Linked DNA regions of Sus scrofa: region 1 is linked to region 2. A link is a contact called in public Hi-C data. All regions are on one chromosome and are shown on one strand. Each heading gives the region's core, a stretch centred on a gene start, on an enhancer-like site or on the middle of the called end of the contact. The rest is flanking DNA. Distances are from core to core; before and after follow the strand shown. Region 1 overlaps SCUBE1 (signal peptide, CUB and EGF-like domain-containing protein 1). Region 2 has its middle 14 kb from the start of SCUBE1.

Evidence for each region. Hi-C and Micro-C count contacts between places; a contact is called where the count stands out from the background.
Region 1: a contact with region 2 is called in a Hi-C map of fetal liver, with 2.4 times the contacts expected there. The contact joins two enhancer-like sites. A contact is called at or near these places in 2 of 5 promoter capture datasets (liver and skeletal muscle) and 14 of 47 Hi-C or Micro-C datasets (brain, epiblast stem cells, fetal heart ventricle and 10 more).

What each region holds. Positions count from the first base shown.
Region 1 is chr5:5,608,115-5,613,369 of Sscrofa11.1, forward strand. SCUBE1 (signal peptide, CUB and EGF-like domain-containing protein 1) reads left to right here. Exons shown (of 24, transcript XM_003125983.6): 4 at 379-513. Among named protein-coding and RNA genes, the nearest start is that of SCUBE1, 49 kb to the left of the region's middle. Within about 2 kb of position 2,762, at least 9 of the 83 cell types and tissues checked have an H3K27ac peak or open chromatin away from gene starts, as enhancers often do. A contact at or near this core is called in fetal liver, where this site is marked.
Region 2 is chr5:5,545,188-5,550,318 of Sscrofa11.1, forward strand. No RefSeq gene overlaps it. Among named protein-coding and RNA genes, the nearest start is that of SCUBE1, 14 kb to the right of the region's middle. Within about 2 kb of position 1,549, at least 27 of the 83 cell types and tissues checked have an H3K27ac peak or open chromatin away from gene starts, as enhancers often do. A contact at or near this core is called in fetal liver, where this site is marked.

The DNA.
Region 1 (5,255 bases), core at 1,512-4,011, 64 kb after region 2:
CTGTGGGACCTTGGACAGGTGACTCTGACTCACTGAAACTCAGTTTACACATCTATAAAATAGGCCAGTACCTAGATCTGACATAGAGGTTGCTGTGAGAATTAAAGGATTTAATGCAGTTAAGATGCTCGGAGTGGTGCCAGACCCATGGGAAAACCAGATCCAGCTGGCATTCCAGCTGTGGTGACTGTCTGCCTCTGTGGAGGGCACTGGGGAGGACCACCGGGGAGGACCACTGGAGCATGGCCCTGAGTGTGCCCCTTGAGCCCCTTCGCTGAGCCCGGGCAACTGACTGCATCCGGGCCCCCCAGGTGGCCACGCCGCACGTCCAGTTCCAGGTGTGATTTCTTTTGTCTCCTTCTCTCTCTTTTCTCGCAGATGTGGACGAGTGTCAGGACAACAATGGTGGCTGCCAGCAAATCTGTGTCAATGCCATGGGCAGCTACGAGTGTCAGTGCCACAGCGGCTTTTTCCTCAGCGACAACCAGCACACCTGCATCCACCGCTCCAATGGTGAGCGCTGCCCACTCACGCCCCCACCCCCGGGAAGCCCGAGGCCCCGGACAGCCCCTCTCCGCACCCTAATTTTGGGGGCCTCAGGGTCGAGGCAGAGAACGTAGGGGTGGCCTGAATGGTGGTTTTGTGCTTCCAGTGTTGGTTCTGCACGGAACTCCTCCCAGCTCCTCCCTCCACCCCCTGCAGCAGGGCTGTTGGTGTTTCTGGTGTTTTCTGTGGCAGTGAGGTGGGGCAGGTGCCAGGCCCCAGCTCTGCCCTCCCTAGCGGGGAGCGCTTCCCTCAAGCAGCTCTGCTGCTCCGAACCTCAGCTTCCTCATCTGCAAAGGGGGACCATGGTGTGGAGCCAGCAGGGTCTTGGGAGGATGGGACCCCACACACTAACACTAAGCTCTGGGGGAGACCGGGGGCCCTGGTCATGATTTTTATTTGAAAACAGTTGCTGAGATAGAAAAGAAAGACACACTTAAGAAATACAAAACCCGGGGTAATTAGGCAGAACGGCTTTCCTGGCTCCTTGGAAGTCTTAGTGTTTGTTTAGGCAGCTTCCTCAAGGACAGGGCAGCCCGATAATTCTCAGCCCTGCCGTGTCCCCAGGAGGACAGAAAGGCCGAGCGCCACGGTCCCTGGGCGCTGCTCCAGGCGCACTGTCCGGGCTGACGAGGCACCTTAGGAGGTCTCGTGGCTGTGGGGCTGTGGGGTCCTGCTGCCCCGGACGAGGGCCCTGGGCCCAAATCGAGTTTTATAAAAAGCACACTTGTGAGGAAGAGAGGGCGAGTGGTGGTGGGAAGGGAGTCGTGCTTTCATCAAGGAGAGGGGTTTGCAGGGAGACGAGGCTCGGAGCAAGCGGGAAGGGCCCGAGGCTGTGTGCGCTCTGCTCCTGTAGACCAGCTTTCCCACGAGCAGGGTGGGCGCTCGGGAAGGCCGTGGCCTGGTTGGAAGGCAGATGAACAGGAGGGGACAGCACGACGCCAGGTGGCGGCTGGGTTCTGTTTGCAACCGGGGCTGCTCTGCCTGTAAGGATTCGCTGTGCCAAGGACGTTCCAGAGCAGAGCAGTGGGGTTGGGGGACACGATGACGTGGGGGCAGCGACTGCGGCTGCTGTGGGCTCCACGCTTCCTCCAAGCTGGGCCCTCACAGCAGCCTGCCGAGCTGGGTTATCGTGACCCTGTGACTGGTGAAGGTGCTTAAGCCCAGTCAAGTTGGGAGACCTGCCCGAGGTCATACCATAGGTTCCAGGCAGTCAGGATGCCAGCTCTGGTCACCAGGTGGGACGCGATGAGGCTGGTAAGGAAAGAAATCAGGCAGAGGAGCAGAAACAGACAGGTGCTGACGGCCTCTCTGAGGAAGCTGCACACGAGCTAGAACAGATCGACGAGCGGGAGGGGCTGCGGGAGGGGTCTGGGGTGGGGGTGCAGGCAGGGTTTGTGTCAAGGCCCGCGGGGAAGGGACCAGGCTCCTGTGAAACTGAACAAGGGCGGGGTGGCAGAGCACAGCAAGCTGGCACGAGGAGTGCATGCCAGGGGCCACCGTGAGGCTGGTGGGACGTGGCCGGAGCTGGGATTTCAGGCATCAGCGGCCGAGCGGAGCTGGTGAGGCAGTGGTGGGGGAGTGATGCCAGAGGGCAGGGCGGGGGATATCAGGGGAGACTCAGACTCTCCAGGGGCCAGGAATCTAGATTCAACCAGAATACAGATTTGGGGGACTCAGCCCCAATCTATGTCAACCAGCTGTTGGTTAAAGAAGTCCCTGCTCTCGTTAGGATTTTTGCGTCAATCTCCCAATGTTGAAATCCAGGTAGTGAATCAATCTGAGAACTAGAAAACTTCTTGGCTACCTGCCTAAGGACAAGGGAGGCATTTCCGGGGTCCCCGAAGGCTGCGTGGAGGGACTGAGGAGGACAGGACAGGACAAGTGCATGGGACCTGGACCCCCGGTCCTCTGTGCCTGTGGGGGCATGGGCCTGGGCCACCGGACGGGCTGCTCCTTCCCGAGGCTCCGTGGGTTGTCGTGGCAGTTGCCGCCTTGACCGTGTGTTAACTGCAGTGCTGGTTGTTAGAGCTCAAAATCAGAACGTGTCCAGCGAGCTGAGACCAGCTTGTTCTGCCCCCAAGTGACCTCTGACCCAGTCAGATTCCTATGTCACCTGACTCTAGGTTCCTAATGGCTCGCAGCCCTCTGGAGCCTCCCCTGAGCCGGGGAAAGCAAGGAGGCCGGTTTGATTAGAGGGGACACGACGCACGAGCAGGGTCAGCCAGGGCCAGTCCAGGCTCCTGGCCAAGAGACAAGGCCACGGACTCAGCCCTTCTGAGTGGCTGCACCTCATAGGCGCCAGCACAGACCCTGGCCTGAGGCGTGTGGATCTGGCCAGGTGGGGGTTGGGAGTTTTAGGTTCTCGGCTGTTCTCCGTCTGCACTGGTCACGTGGCCTCTGCCATTACTCCTACCTCTCTGGGTCTCCTTGTCTATAAACCGAGACCAGTAATCCCTCCCAGACAAGCGAGGGCTCCAGTAGGGGAAATGCTTTGAAGGGGTCAAGTTCATTGCCTGCCCTAGGGGTGGCCGCTCACATAGGCAGCTTCCTCAGGCCTTTAGAACGCATGCTGGATTTGGGGACACAGGCTGTTCCCTGGTTCCCAGCTTGGGTGGGAGGGGACCCAGAGCCGCTGAGATCTGTGGCCCGGCTCTCTCCACTCAGCACTTCTGGCAGCAGCACAGCCCACACTCACCCCCTCGTTCAGCCTCTGGCCCAGCAAGCTCTAAGTCCCTCTTCCGCCCCACGGCCGGGGGACAGCTGGGCCAGGCCAGTGCCAGCCTCTGCTGCCCCATCATGGCCGGCCGCCCAGGGCCTCCCAGTCCCGGTGTGGACAGGCCACCAGGCAGCTGGCACCTCCGGCTCTCTCCCTCTCCTAGGCCTGCTCTTTTCTCTTAAATGTACGTCGCGTCCACGCTCCAAGAAGGTGTTGACTCCTGGATGAACTTTCCCCTCTCCTTCCCGAGAGGACTTCTTCCCGTCAGTCTGAGCGAAGCTGATTTAGCGGGAAGGCGCTCTGAAAGGTCTGACGAGCTGTGTGATTAGGTCACTAGTTCATTCATTCGTGTGCCAGGCGCCCGGCTGGTCCCTGGGATCCCAGTGTCAGTAAAAGCAGACACGGTCCTGCCAAGCTTTCCGCCTAGACAGGGGTCCGATGCTAACGAGGATGCTAGCAGTTACCTTCTCTTGAGGAGCTGAGGAGGGCGCCCTGGAGGGAGGGCACTGGGCCTTCCAGGGCCTCTAATGTTCCCATCTGCACAGCAGAGACGCAGTGAGAGCCGTCTCCAGGAGGGCCTGGTGAAGGATTGCCGTTCTCACTGGCGCTGATCCTGGGCCACCGCAGCTGCCCACAGCCGTGGGTTTGAGATGTTTGAGCCCCTCGCCCACGCAGGAGGCTGCCCGCTCTCAGGCCTCGCCTGATGCCCACTGTGGTCCCGTCTCTGGCGGTGCTGGAAGGCACCCGCGTGAGAGGCAATGTGTTGTCTCCACGGTGGAGAGATGCGGGACCGACTGGCAAGGGGGCTTGGGGGGCTGTATGTGTCAAAGCCCAGCCCCGAGGGCCCTTTGGCACAGACACCTGCCACCATTAAGAGCACAGGTTCTGGGGCCTGGCAGCCTTGCCTGGAACGCCAGCCCCCCAGCTCATCATCTGTGCGACCTTGAGCAACCTTGAGCAAGTCACATCTCTGGCCTGTTGTAGACTGGGGGTCATCGCAGTACCTGCTTCATAGAGGTGGAAAGATGATTTCAATAAATGCGGCGTCTTAGGATTGTGACTTATCAGAGGTGAGGAAGGAGGCCCGAGAGGGCAGCCCCCCCCCCACACACACATATACCCGGGCCTATTTCCAGAGCCGTCAGCAGAGTCAGGGCCTGGAGCATTCAGGGCAAGGCTCTGCTGCTGTGCGCGGGGGCTGCCCGGAGCCTGAGCTTCCGCTGAGGATGCTCAGGCGATCGGCAGTCAGGCCTCCTCGGGGAACGAATGCTCTTCCAAGCGGTGAGCTGATGGCCCTGGCACCCGGGCTTATCCGTGCTCAGGGCAGCACATGGCATGCAGACACCTAGCCTCACCCTCAGCCGTCACCCAGTCGCAGCTCGCCAGCACCCACCACGAGTCCCACCTAGGGCTGCAGAGCTCAGGCCCCCCGCTCACAGGGGAGGTTTGAGCGGTGTGCCGGGCCCCTGCTGGGCACCGGCCGTAGGGAACCGAGACTTGAGGAGGACATCAGGCCTCTGTCTGCTCCTGCTGCTCCCCAGGCTCTGGGCGCCCCACCCGACCCCGTGTACGGATCAGGGCCCCGCTCAGCCCGCAGTGAGCCGGCCCATGGAAGGCTGTCAGGCTTTGCCTCCTCTGGGCTCAGAAGGCTGCCTTTGTCCCCCACCCCCCTGCAGAAGGCAGTTTTCCCCCTGCTGCCTGCGTCCCTGCAGCTTGGCTCCCCGTGGGCAGGGACTCTGTCCCCCCTGTGCTGATGTGGGGTGGGGGAGGGGCTGGTGCTCCCCGTCCTCGGCTCGTGCAGGCCAGCTCCTGCTCAGCATGGACCAGTGGACGCCGCAGCCCGTCCAGGCGCTGGGCCAGGTGATGGAGCCCAGAGGCGTGTACGTTTCACCGCACACCGAAGCCTGCCATGCTGCCTCCCCTCCCGCGTTGGATGCTCTGGAACAGGCCACAGGGCCCTGAGCATCTGTGTCCCTGCAAGGCGGAGGCCCGT
Region 2 (5,131 bases), core at 299-2,798:
ACCTGTGTCCCTATGAAACAGCCATCGTAGCAGTCCCACCTCCTTTGTAGATGGGTGCCAGAATGAAACAGGATGAGGGAAGAAGAGTGCCCCATCCAAGGTCTGGCACACAGTAGGTGCTCACTTAATAGTTTTTCTGCTCACGATGCAGGCACCTTGTGCACAAGAGAAACGTTATCGTCCTTATGCTGCTTTTAGAAATCAAGAGTTTAAAACTGAACAGCTTGGGGCCCTTCCTGGCATTTCTCCCTTGCTTGATGGCACCCTAAACACCATCACCCGTGAGCCATAGAGAGAGGCACCCTGAGCACAGTTGCCTGTGGGTTAAAGATAATAAGCACATAACGTTTTCAGGAAGGTTCCGAGATTGTTGTAATCGCTGATCAATAGGCCCTTTATGGAAGTATTTTTATTCTGGGAAAAATCAAGATACAATAACCCAGATGACCCCCCCGGGGTCACACTGAGACCTCCTGACACCAACTTCGATGACTAAGATTCCCCCAAAGAAAGAAGAATGCATGGTTACCCCCACTCTGATTCTTCTCTGGAACCCTGTGTTTCTCCTTTTTGACTCTAAAACTCCCCAAAATTCTCCCCCAAAAGAGGGCGCAGTTTTTAAGGCATTAGCCTGCTGCGGCCTCCTTTGCTGAGCAAAGCACCACAAGCTTCTTTTTTCTCCTTCACCCCAAACTCCGTCTCCACGTTCCGACACGCGTGGGCAGCGGGCGAGTTGGGGCCACAGTCATCCCAATTATTACTATTTGCTACTAATTTGTTTGGGAAATGCCCAAAGGCAGCAGACAGGCAGTCCCCTCAAATAAGGACTTATTCAGAGGTCCTCGGGACGGAGGCCCGGCAAAGCAGAATGTTAAAAGGATAAAGAGTCCCCCCGGGCTGGACAAAGTCTGGGGCTGCTGGGGGGAGGGGAGTCGGCGCAGGGAAGGGTTTAAGCCTCGGACAATGGGCGCCGTCTGAACTAACCAGCGCCGCTTCTTTGAGTCGTGAGAAGAGCTATTTTCTTGTTTAAAGCCTTAAAGAGCTATTAGGTTGGGCAAATCACTGGTAAAACAGCTGGAAACTTAAGTAGCAATTTAAACAGCCCATCGCCCTCGCATCCCCTGGTGGAATGCGGGCCGCAGGCCGGCGGGTCCCCGGCCCTACATTGTCTGGACTAAGAGGATTGAGCGAGGACCTCTCCGCAGGCTCTGAATGCGGCCCGAGCTTTAGGGAGCAAAGCCACCACTTCTACCCCACCCCCTCCTCTCTCTTTTTTTTTTTTTTTTTAAGTGAGCAGACCGAACTCTAATTTTCCGTCTTTTCTCTCCCAAGCCCCCTTGCATCGGCCCGTTCTTTCATTATGTGGAACTAACGAAGGCCTTGCAGAGTCCCCGCCCGCCAATGGGCCCGTAAATAAAACATGTTTCATTGATCAACTTCAAAAAGTCCTCGGTGGGGCGGGGCGGGGGCGGGGCGGGGGCGGGGCTGCGCCGGGGCGGTGAGTGACAGCGCGGGAGGAGGGGCCGCGCATAAAGTGTTTCTGTCCCCGCCATCGGCGTGTTTGTTTTGTGGCCGGCGATTCTGCAGGCGCCGGGGCCCGTCCGCCCGAAGCTCCGCCGTTCACCCGCGGTGGACGGAAAGGAGGGCTGGGTTGCTTTAAATGTTTTATTTTATTTTTTCTTAATCTCCTCGCATATAAAAATTGGGGCCAGGCAAGCAGAGCTCTGGCCGTGGAGCAGTCCCCACAGGGAAATGTGGCCTCCGGCTCCAAGCTTCCATTAGCATCCATTCCAGCAACATCCCGAGGCCCCCAGAGCCTCCGGGGCGGGGGCGGCGGTGCAGGAACTGGCACCCAGACAGGATCAAGCGTGGCCCACCCACCCGGGGTGGGAGCGCCTGCAGCCCAGGGACAGTTGAATCCCTGCTTTAACAAATATTTAGCGAGCACCTACTAGGTGCCAGGTGCCTCTACCGATTGAGTTTATTTTTATTGTTTGGGTTTTTTTTGCTTGTTTATTGTTTTGTTTTAATTGCCAAAGCAGTGACTGCCGATTGCAAAACAATTCCATGACACATTATGGGTACAAGTGAAAAGGTAAAAGTTCGCAGTGGCAACCTCCTGATCCCACTCCCTGGAGGCAACTGCTGTTTACATTTGGACCTCGATTTCTGAGACTTTATACATACATGCAAGGAGAGAGAGATTTTTAGTTGTGCGTTTTGCAAGCATGGGGGTCACAGATCTTGTTTTAAGACTTGCGTTTGTCACAATGTAGCTGGACCATTTTTTGCAAGGTGTTCTTTAGTGGCTGCATATTAATATTCCATTGTATTTACTCCACCCTTCCCCTACTGAAACATATTTAAGTGGTTTTCAAGCCTTCCTTGTTCCTAATGATTGTGTCCTGAATATCTTTGCACAGCTATCTCTGTCCAGGAGCAAAAGCATTTCTGTAGAGATTCCTGGATGGGCAAGTGTTGAGTCAAAGGTAATTTTGCATTTTATTTAGTTTTTATTTAGTTTTTCCTTTTTATACAACACATGGAGCAAGGCTCATAATATACACCATACATTTGACACAGGTATATATGTCTGTAGTCCCACCCAGACCAAAATATAGACTATTACATACACCCAGAATGCTCTCATCTGTGCCCTCCCGCTTGAGAGGTAAAGAAAGAGCATTCAAAATTATGGAGATAAGCCTTGTATAAACACTTCTCCAACTTACCTCCCACAGCAGTATCTGAGACTAAGACTGTCCATCTCCCCACAGACTCTCCAGCACTAAGTGTTACTGGTCTTTTTCTTTTTCTTTTCTTTTTTTTGCCAATCGCATGATAGCAGTGAAGGTAGACTTCTTATTTTTTATTTTTTATTGTAGTTGGTTTACAATGTTCTGTCAATTTCTGCTGTACAGAAAAGTGACCCAGTTATACATTTATATACATTCTTTTTTTTTCCCACATTATCCTCCATCATGTTCCGTCACAAGTGATTAGATAGAGTTCCCTGTGCTATACAGCAGGATCTCATTGCTTATTCACTCTAAATGCAATAGTTGGCATCTACTAACCCCAAACTCCCAGTCTATCCCACTCCCTCCCCCTCCCCCTTGGCAACCTCAAGGCTGTTCTGCATGTCCATGAGTTTGTTTCTTTTCTATAGAGAGGTTCATTTGTGCCGTATATTAGATTCCAGATATAAGTGATATCATATAGTATTTGTCTTTCTCTTTCTGACTTACTTCACTTAGTATGAGAGTCTCTAGTTCCATCCATGTTGCTGCAAATGGCATTATTTTGTTCTTTTTCATGGCTGAGTAGTATTCCATTGTGTGTATGTACTACATCTTCTTAAACCACTCATCCGTCATTGGACATTTAGGTTGTTTCCATGTCTTGGCTATAGTGCCACAATGAACATGGGGTGCGGGGGGAGGTGTGCATGTATCTTTTTGAATAAAAGTTTTGTCCAGCTATATGCCCAGGCGTGGGATTGCTGGCTCATATGGTAGTTCTATATTTAGTTTTCTGAGGTGTACCTCCCTACTGTTTTCCTTAGTGGTTGTACCCAGACTTCTTTTTTTCATTGTTCCTGGAAATACTCTCTCCTGCAGGAATCCCTACTCTGTAACCTGCTTATTTGCATCCTTTACCCATTTACTCTCGGCCATTAAGAATTCATTCTCTTGGCCCCAAGTTGCCTGGGGTTAGTCTGAGCCCCTTTCCCCTCCTCACGCTCTTCTTTACACGTCAGCTCTTCATCCCGCTAGTGAAAGAAGAATAAGAATCCTCCTTTGTTTGCCTCTGGGGACCCACTTTCCCGGTATTTTTACCCGAAGCATCTGGAACACATCACTTCACCTCTCTGAGCCTCAGTTGCATCATCTGTAAAATGAGGATTATCACCCTTCCTGGCAGGGGTATTTGGCGAATGAAGTGAGTTTGGGAGCAACAGCCTGGTATAAATTAAGAATTTAGTGACTTGTGCCCACAGGCCCTCACTGGAGTCTCCCAGGCTTTTCTCCAGTTTCCAAAGGGAGCCCCTGGAATTGGATTTCTGTGGCCAAAGGCAAAGGAGACTCTGGCTCTACAGTGGTGAAGGTTTACTTAAACCAGTTTTTGCAAACCCCTGGGATCAAAAAGGCTCCAGGCTGTTTCTCAAAGAGTGTTCCAAAGACTCCTTTTTTTTTTTTTTTTTTTCACTTTTTAAGGCCATACCAGCAGCATATGGAGGTTGCCAGGCTAGGGGTTGAATCGGAGCTGTAGCTGCCAGCCTATACCACAGTCACAGCAATGCCAGATCCGAGCCACATCTGTGTCCTACACCACAGCTCACGGCAACACCAGATCCTTAACTCACTGAGAGAGGCCGGGGATCGAACCCACATCCTCATGGTTCCTAGTCGGATTTGTTTCCACTGCGCCACTACAGGAACTCCCCCACAGACTCTTAACAGTGCTGCATGATTAATATTGAAAAGGTGGAGGAAAGTGATCAAATCACTGTGGGGCCCTCTGGTCCAAGCAGACACGGGATGTCTCTGCTGCAGCATCTCCAGGAGCCTTTACTACGCAAACGGCTGGGACAGCTCTCCAGAAGGATGGAGTGCTTGTAGAGAGAGGTAGTTCCCAAGTGGACTGGACCCTGGACTCCCAGAGTAGCAGGATTTTGCTCTCAGGAAAAAAGCCACCTGCAGAGAAGAATCCAGGTGGGGTGAAACAAATGCCGTAACCCTATTCACAGTGCCCCACCCAGGCCAGAGAGTTCTTTCTAGAATTTGCCCTGTCATTCCCTTGCCCAGAGCCCTCCCATGATCCCCCCCCATCATCTCCAGGATAAAGTCATAGCCTGGGAAACCAGCCTGGCTTCCCTCTGCTCTGCACCTTTGCCTCCAGGCCCACCAAATGATTCGCAGTACCCTCTGCTCTCCCAGGATGTTTTGCCCCTGTTCCTTCACTTGGAAAGCTCTTCATCCGCCAGCCACCCATTGAACTCCTATTCATCCTACAAAACCCGACTTACCTCTTCAGTGAAGTTTTACCCTCACATGTGCCCTCTCCCTACCCAACCAGACCTGCCTCCTTCCTTTACCCTAAAACACCACTTTGTATAGGCCTCAGATGT